Regions from separate parts of the Mus musculus genome. Here region 2 is linked to region 1. The links are chromatin contacts, called in public HiChIP or PLAC-seq maps. All regions are on one chromosome and are shown on one strand. Each heading gives the region's core, a stretch centred on a gene start, on an enhancer-like site or on the middle of the called end of the contact. The rest is flanking DNA. Distances are from core to core; before and after follow the strand shown. Region 1 overlaps Sesn1 (sestrin 1). Region 2 has its middle 91 kb from the start of Gm40630.

Region 1 (4,565 bases), core at 1,398-3,897:
TTACAATCTTGCTAACATTCTGCCTTTTGACACAATCTAGAATTCTTTCTCTTATACTGACAGAGCAGCACATTAGCAGGAACAGAAAGCCTACTGTTAGGACTTCCTCCCCTATACAATGCTCTTGACATAATATCAAAATAACCATAATAAAACTTTTGAGGGCAATCAATCCATTATCGCTTTAAGCTGTAAAATAAAGTAAATACAACTGAAGATCCTTATTATTTATAAAATTGTTACATACAAATACTAGTTTTTTGTTTAAAAGAGGAAGACTATTGGCATGGATACAGAACTGTAGCCAAGAGTAAAACATTATAAAAACAGATATTCCCAACTCCTGTTCTGTGTGTGTGCACTATGTGTCTGTATGTATGCCTCTGTGTGTGTGTGTGTGTGTGTTTGTGAGAATATGGGAGAGCATGTACTGTGTAGCTCATGTGGAAGTCAGAAGACAACAGTCTCTTCTTTTTGCATTGTGTGTGCCAGGCTAGCTGGCTCTTGGACTTCTGGGGGCTTCTCTTTCTCCCTTCCATGTTCCTGTAGGCCTATGGGATTATTTGTTTGTGCTATGCATTCAGGTTTTACATGGGTTCCCAGGATTTGAACTTAGGTCCTCATACTTGTGTGGTGAGTGGTTTTACCCACTGAGCTATCTCCCCAACTTAGCTGCTTTGCTTTTAAGAAAAAACTGGGAGGGAACAGAGTGAATCCAAGAAGTTTGTTCTGAGCAAATGAAAATCTTTTGAATACAATACATTTTTTAAATCTCACACAGGGCTAGGAATGTAGCTTAGTTGGTAGAGTGCTTATTTAGTGTACAGCTGTAATCCCAGCACTTGGGATGTGGAGGCAGGAGGATCATAAGTTCAAAGATATCCTCAGCCACGTAGCAAGTTCTGACCCCCACCCCCCACTCTCACCCCTGAAACAGCAAGCAGGATAAGAGAATCTTTATTGGCAGAATCCAAAGTAGACTACTTGCCAACTGAATCCATGATATATCAATTTCATTGTATATATTAAGTAAAATTGTACTGGACATTGGTTACTTCTTACTGTGGTTATTCCACACTCATACTGAAGATAGTGTGTAACATTATATTCATTAGAAGAGACACTTAACTAGCTTGTCCATGTATGTGTCTAAGTTTGAACATTGTATATTAAGTTCCAGGAGAGAAAAATGTTCCTTTTGAAACAAATGTAACAACTATTAATCTAAAACAATGACCTCTTTAGCCTAACTTCTTTTTTTTTGTTTGTTTGTTTTTTTTTAAAGATTTATTTATTATATGTAAGTACACTGTAGCTGTCTTCAGACACTCCAGAAGAGGGAGTCAGATCTTGTTACAGATGGTTGTGAGCCACCATGTGGTTGCTGGGATTTGAACTTCAGACTTTCAGAAGAGCAGTCGGGTGCTCTTACCCACTGAGCCATCTCACCAGCCCTTAGCCTAACTTCTTAACTCTGACCAAACTATCTATCTGTCTGCCTATCTCTGTTAAGATTTACTGGGAAAAAGTACAAAGCTGAGGCTCCTGCCCCCTTTCTAATTTACAAATTATCTAAACAACATGTATTTAGGGTTTCAAGTATTTATTATTCATTTTGTAACTCAGACACACTACACAATACTCATGACTTCAGGATAGCAAAGGATGTAATTTCCAAATAGATTATTTGATCTTGAAACAACTTGTTGTCACTCAGAAAAAAATGAAGTTGAATTATATTTTAACCCACAATAAATCAGAGTTAAACATGAAGAAAACAAAACAAACAATAGTCCTACCAAATGCTTGTGGAGTGAAAAGAACCAATAATGCTACAAAACCTGGAAGTCAAAAACGACGGATAAATCTGGTAACCAAACAGACTGGCATGAGGGGAAGGGTACACAGTCAAAGATGAACAGAGAACTTGAAAGACTGCAAAGGGTCAGAGACACTTCCAAGAAAAGGAAGTGAGAATGACCGAAACCATGCTCAACTCCCAAAGCAACAACAACGCACTGCATTAACTACAAAGACCATAGGTGGGAACCTACAGACAGACTCACATTTTGTACTCACACATAAAGGTAAACCACTACACTATTGATTCTGATAAACAACCTAATTGCTAATCAATGGAGGACTGTTTGAAAAGTTCAACATGATCAACAAAGCTGTGGTCCTCAAGAGAACAAAGCAGAACATATGCTGGGGTGGGGGCGTAGAGAAAGGAAGACACAACACGCGTGTACATGTGTTTGTTACTGCTTGAAATATCTGGGTAGTATTTCTTTAAATGACACCAAATTGACATCCATATGACCTTCAAAACGAACAGGTTGAATTATATTATTCTGGTTACTCTATTCTAGAATCAAGTGAATTTACTCTCCTTACTTAAAGGCTAGGCTTAAAAGTTGACAGACTCTCTCTTTTAGCTAATAGATTAGGTACATGACAGATATAAGGGCCGTGACCTTTTCTAATTAATTTTATGTCAATCAAAAAACAAAAGGCTAGTTATATGGGGTGTTCCTGATGAGCTGAGTGTGTATCCCAATTTACCTCAGACCAGGTACAGACAGGACAGTGAGTAGCTCTATCCAGCCACCCAGCACACACAGACTGACCTCTGAGAAAGTCAACAGATGACAGTTTTCTTACAGGACCTACCTGTTCTTACTAAAGCTTGCATAAAGACTCCTCACCTTGGAAGAGTCCCAAAGTATAGCACACACTGGAATGATGGCCAGCTCAGTGGAGAGAGCTGTCCCTGCATGTGCAAGGCCCTAGGGTTGATCCCAAGCATGGCCAAGTATTTCCATGCACCATCTCCTGAGAGAAAAAGAACAGAGTAGGAAAGGAGGTTTGGGCCAAAATAAGGACTTCTGTTAGCAAGTTTGTAATTCCCATGAGAGCATTTAAACTCTTAACTGGGCAGGTCTAATGTGTAAGTAAGGTGTAAAGAGAAGATGAGGGAGATACAGCAGCAACAGTACCACATCTACATCTACCTCATGATACCTACAGAAGAGTTTACAAAGCTCTTGGGGGTGTGCAGTCTGAGAATGAAACTGCTTTTTAGTTTTCTGCTTATTCCTTAACTGATATAAAGGGGCAAAAAAAAAAAAAAAAAGAAAAACAAACAAACCCATATAGAGCTAATAATGGTAATAAAAAATTAAGAGCAGCAATAGCAGCTGACATAGCATGCTAGGAACCGAGTACTGTTTTAAGTACTAGTATTTACAAAAAAGGAACATATGATTTATGATATTGAAATCTACAAAATGTATATGTCTTTTATAATCTTTATGAAAAAGAAGCCAATGTCTTTAATGCTTTATTAGTGTGAGAGCCCAAGTCAAACTGAATGCATTTTCTAACTTCCTATGTAGGTTACTTTAACTATTTTCCCTTCTGTAGTTGTGAGAATTCAATTAGACTCTGAGCAAATCTTACAATCCAGATTCTAGGAGGCAGACCTGCCAAGAATAAAAGTTCTTGTTGAACTCAGATGCAGATGGCAATCAGCATAAACCTCACAGGTTCTCTGTGAAGACATGGCTGGAAAAGCTAACATGAGAACTAGGACTCCCCACCCCTCAACAATACTAACACCAATATCTGAAAGCCATGCCCACACCAGCACCTGCTTCCTCACCAATGTACAACAATACTGATTAATCCTCAGAAGATGGACATTCTGAGTGGCGTTGACAGCACACAGAAACAGTACGTCCTGTGCCACCGTGTGAACAGTGCTTGTGGACCAAAGCCCTGTCTAATCACATGCTTTGCTTATGTTCCGACGACCTTCATCAGCCTCCTTAAGAATGATTGACTGGCTACAGATTAAAGACTTTCTATGAGGTGTCAATCTACCTACTTGAAAAATTAGGTGAAAATCAGTAAACTATTTGAAGCATGTTTTTTCTTTGTCTACTTGATGCATTAAAAAAAGCCCATCTAGATATTTAAGACTATATCTTATAACACTGATGTCAATCTTTTTTTTTAAAGTTACACAAGTAGAAAGTGCATTTCTTTCTTTCTTTCTCTCTTTCTTTCTTCCTTTTTGGTTTTGTGTATGTGTGTGTGTGTGTGTGTGTGTGTGTGTGTGTGTGTGTGTTTGAGACAGGGTTTCTCTGTGTAGCCCTGGCTGTCCTGGAACTCAGAAATCTACCTGCCCAAGTGCTGGGATTAAAGATGTGTGCTACTACTGCCCGGCAAAAGTGCATTTCAACAAGGCAAAGAAAGCAAAATGTTTTATAAAAAGTGAAAGTCCTAACCCACTCTCCCCTTCCGGGAGAGTCCTTGTCTATCTAGAATTATGTGGATGTTTTAACATTCAAAGTATTTCAGAAGAATTGAGGAGCTAGAAGTGTTGTTTATATGTAGATTTTTTAAACTACAGCAAAAATGTACTAAATTTCTTCTGTCATTAACACTGCTAAGCTATTTAAAAACACGGGAAGTTAGGTACCTCTTTGTGTGTGTGTGCTCCATGGACCATGGTTTAGAAAAAGAAAAACTTCCTGACTTCAAAGTCCTACAACTGGGTT
Region 2 (4,480 bases), core at 73-2,572, 280 kb before region 1:
TGGATATTGGCAAGGGCTCTGTATTTGGACAAGGAAAAACGAGCCACGTACAACAAAACAAAACAACACAAAACAAAACAAACCATCTAGCCCAGCAGTGGTGCAGTCAGCTGAGCCTGATGCTCTAGTTTGTTGGCAGGAGACTTAGGGACATGGAGATGGATGGAGGGCTGAGGGGGTGAGATGGGGATGGAGGGGGTGAGATGGAGGACAAAGGGGGTGAGATGGAGGAGGCAGGGGGTGAGATGGAAGACAGAGGTGGTGATATGGAGGAGTCAGGGGATGAGATAGAGGAAGGAGGGGGTGAGATGGAGGAGGCAGGGGGTGAGATGGAGGACAAAGTGGGTGAGATGGAGGAGGCAGGGGGTGAGATAGAGGACGGAGGGGGTGAGATGGAGGAGGCAGGGGGTGAGATGGGGATGGAGGGGGGTGAGATGGAGGACAAAGGGGGTGAGATAGAGGAGGCAGGGGGTGAGATAGAGGACAGAGGTGGTGATATGGAGGAGTCAGGGGATGAGATAGAGGACGGAGGGGGTGAGATGGAGGAGGCAGGGGGTGAGATGGAGGACAAAGTGGGTGAGATGGAGGAGGCAGGGGGTGAGATGGGGATGGAAAGGGTGAGATGGAGGACAAAGGGGGTGAGATGGAGGAGGTAGGGGATGAGATGGGGATGGAGGAGGTGAGATGGAGGACAAACGGGGTTGGATGGAGGATGGAGAGGGTGAAATGGAGGAGGCAGGGGGTGAGATGGAAGCAGAGTGGCTATGGAATGAGAATAGAGAAGCTAGGGACAGAGGTGGAGATTGAGGAATGAAGGTAGGAAGGAGGATAGAGGAGATCAGGATGGAGATAGAGAAGATTTGGGACGGAGAAGGGATGAAAATGGAGCTGGCTGGTGTATCATCAAGAAAGGACAAAGTGCTAGTTCTGAGTGTCTGTACAAGGGAGGCAGATCTCAAGCCTGTGGAGGGCTTGCCATTGCGTGCTGTCTCTCCAGTTTTGGTTCCAAAGAAGTGAAACAAAAGGAGGCACCATGGTGGCTATATCACTTATTTATTTCTCATTATTGTCACAAAATACATTACAAACGCAGCCCAGTGAAAAGAGGGTTTCCCTTGGCTCACAGTTTAGGCATGGTGGCAGGACCAAGAGGCAGCTGGTCACATCCATCTACAGTTAGGAAGCACACACACACACACACACACACACACACACACACACACACGAACAGATGGATGCGCATGCTCAGCTCAGGCTTTTACTTAGTCTGGGCAACCCCACTTCAATTTACCCGATTTAGATAATCCTTCAGAGGCATGTGCAGAATTTATCTGCTAGGTGACTCAAGATCCTGTCAAGTTGATAATATTAATCATTACAGTGGCCCAGGTTATCTGTCTGATGAAGAGAAGCAAGAGGGAGGAGGGGAAGGGTACAGACTGAAACACCCATATAATGAAGGGAAACGGTCCTCTCAGCTGTGTGTGTGTGTGTGTGTGTGTGTCCTCTGATGTTGCTGTCTCCAGGCTGGGCCCTGATGGACCACTTCCTGCCTGTGGCCCTGTTGGCCCTGTTGGTGTTTAAGGAAGAATGTAATTAAAGAGGGCTACTGGGTAACTTAAGCTTTAATTGCTGTGTTTATGCCTCCCTGAGCATAAGGAACCAGGCCTCCTCCCTTGGCTATGCCCAAGGCTGGCTCCACCTCTGGAGGAACACAAATGCCTTCCCTGAGTGGTGCACACCACACATGCCTGATTTAGTACAGTTAGGTTCTTCACAATAGAAGCATCTGTTAACTATAGAATTCAAACCTAAGGACATTTTATGTTCGTGAGATGAAAAGCCAGCCAGCCCTTTGTGGGGCCACAAGGCCTGCAACCTGGGGGCCATGCTATAGTGAGAAGCACAGGGACCTCGTATGCAGCTGGGCTCATTTGGCTTTAGGTTTGTTTCACCTCCTTGGCTGTTTCCTGAGGGGTACAGATAGCACCTCCCTTGAAGATTCTGACAAGAATTAGAGCTAATGTGAGCAGCACACACACACACACACACACACACACACACACACACACCCCTATGGTTTGACTCAACCTGTGAGTTAGCATGTTCTCATCGAGGGCCTACTATTTGCTAGTGCTGGAGTCAGCGACTAGAGCGTAAGCATTTTCTAAAGAGTTTCAACTTTGAGAAAAGAAAGGCAACAGAGAGGCAGCCAGCTGCGCTGTGTTGACCTCATGGTGGTCACTTAAACCCAGAGTTCCCACTGCCATTGTAGAGGTAGTGATTCCTCCTATCTCGAGTTACTGTGGGGGACCTTAGAGCCTGGCAGCACATAATAGGAACTTGCTGAGATTAGTTCTATTTCTGAGCACAGTAGGATTTCTCACTCAGCCCCTGATCGAAGACCTCGTAATGAGGTATCTAAAATACATTCACTTATACCGAATCCGACGACCTAAGAGGGCAGATTCTTCTATGTATGGTGTCTGATGGTGAGCGTCAGGAAGGATTGAGGGGGTTAGCAAAGTCAACTACCTTAGGCCATAAGTAATAAAGCAGAATCAATGTCAATGTCTGGGAGCACTGCCTGCCAAGATTCTGAAGTACACTGAAATATAGATATCTCAGGGATCAAAGGTAAAAGTGTCAGCCTGGTAAGGCTAAGATGTCCATGTCTTAAACCTGGAGCCTATAAATGGTTGGCTGTGTGGCAATGGGAAATTAAGGGTTAACAATTAAAAATAAGACGATCCAGATGCACCTGCTGTCATCCTAACGTTCCTGAAATGGAGTAGCAGAACCAGAGCCTAAGCTAGAAGAAAGGCGTGTGAAAGGAGGGCTTGCCTTGCCGGCCATATTGGTACTGAAGATAGAGGTGGGGCGGCAGACGCAGGATGGAGATGGCCTCTGGGTGCTGGCACCTATGGTCCAGAAGAAGGGAGCTGCCACCTTGATGGTGAGAGCCACTCTGGTCTTCAGACCAGAATCATAAGACAATGGCCTGTGTGGGTGTTTTGGTTGGGAACCATAAATTGGTGGCAGTTAGTCACAGGAAGCAGTAGGAAACTCATGTCCCCTTTTCCTATTTGGATTCATGTCACTAGATGTGGGTGACTCCTGTGTCCATACCTGGCCTGAGGGTCTAGTGTGGCTTGTGGACTGTCTCCCTGTCTCCCCATCTTTTCTATTTTTCCTTGTTCACAATCGGGCACTCAGATAGCTATTGAGAAAGATCTCTGCTCATCAGGAACACTCAGAAGTCTATGAAATACAGTCCGATGCCCAAAGGATCCTATGGGTCTGGGACCTCTGACAATGGCCTACGAGGCTCCTCTCTGAACCCCAGGAACAGAAAATGACTGTGAAAGGAGCCTTCCTACCAGAATAGGATGCCCCTCCCATAACAAACCCAGATAGGAACACCCTGGACACAGCCACACCTCCTCCAGGAAAGCAAGATCCAGGCAAGGCCAAGTGCTTGGAGCCATACCACATGCACTCTTTCTGACCTGGTCTCCTTCAGGTGGCATAAAGGATTTAGTCATGATAAACCATGTTCAAAATAAAAAAAAAAAAAACAACAAATAAAAAAAAAAACACTCCAGTTTTCAGAAGTTCTCAGAGCCTGCTTCTTACAAAGGAAACTTCCAAGGTCACTCAAACAATGTGCTAGAGTCCATCGGGGGTCAAGGCACATCATTGTCTTTCTTGAGAAGACTCCACAAATGACAGTGCTTTCCCCAAGTGAATCTATTTCGTTTTCAAATAAGTTCAAGAGACTTCCTTCTTTCCTTCCTTTCTTCTATCTATTTTGAGGATGGGACTTGGGTCATAAACACTAGGGCAAGCACTCACTGTTGAAATCCACCTCCAGCATGACAGGCAGACACTTTTTCTTGCACTATATTGAAAATAAGGTGGCTGAAGTTCAAAGACATTGGTGTAGGTCCAAAGTCAATTTCCCCTTTAGCCAGATTCTTCCTATTTTCAACCCAGAATTCTGTTTTTCAAGTTTACAATAAGTACAACATGCCAGGGTGTTGATCTTTGTAATCTGCGAATTGAAAAAAAAAATCTAACTTTACCCAAACAAGTGATAAGATGCCCAAAAGAGCCTCGAGCCAAATTTAAATCCCACCTTCATTTGCTGGCTGCATGGCCTCGAAGGGAGAAACTTCACACACCTCAGTGTTCAGGAGAGAGTGTGGTGAACCGGCTGCTCATTCTCACGTCTCCTAGGAGAACCCATTTAATGCACCCCTCTGAGTAGATGGTGGGTGAGGCCAGCGCAGAATTGAGTGACCCAGTATTTTCTGGTCAAGGAAACCAAGGGGTTAACAAGGCCACGCAGAAGCGGGCACAGCTGGGGATCATTAGCTCCTAAGGAGGGGGCCAGCCCCGGAAGGAGGAAGCCTTCCAGCTGCAAGGAGGAGCCCTGCCCAGGGTGTCTCCCTTGGAGGAAACTTGGGCTGACAACTTT

What was found. HiChIP or PLAC-seq counts read pairs in DNA pulled down with a chosen protein or histone mark.
Region 2: an H3K4me3 HiChIP or PLAC-seq map of the SCID.adh cell line shows a contact between it and region 1, with 9 read pairs. The contact joins two enhancer-like sites. A contact is called at or near these places in 2 of 115 datasets of contacts at active chromatin or transcription factors (the 230-238 cell line and the SCID.adh cell line) and 1 of 9 other capture datasets (adipose tissue).

What each region holds. Positions count from the first base shown.
Region 1 is chr10:41,888,928-41,893,492 of GRCm38.p6, reverse strand. All of the region lies in intron 1 of Sesn1 (sestrin 1), which reads right to left. Among named protein-coding and RNA genes, the nearest start is that of Gm33058, 68 kb to the left of the region's middle. Within about 2 kb of position 2,647, at least 10 of the 459 cell types and tissues checked have an H3K27ac peak or open chromatin away from gene starts, as enhancers often do. A contact at or near this core is called in the SCID.adh cell line, where this site is marked.
Region 2 is chr10:42,171,178-42,175,657 of GRCm38.p6, reverse strand. No RefSeq gene overlaps it. Among named protein-coding and RNA genes, the nearest start is that of Gm40630, 91 kb to the right of the region's middle. Within about 2 kb of position 1,322, at least 18 of the 459 cell types and tissues checked have an H3K27ac peak or open chromatin away from gene starts, as enhancers often do. A contact at or near this core is called in the SCID.adh cell line, where this site is marked.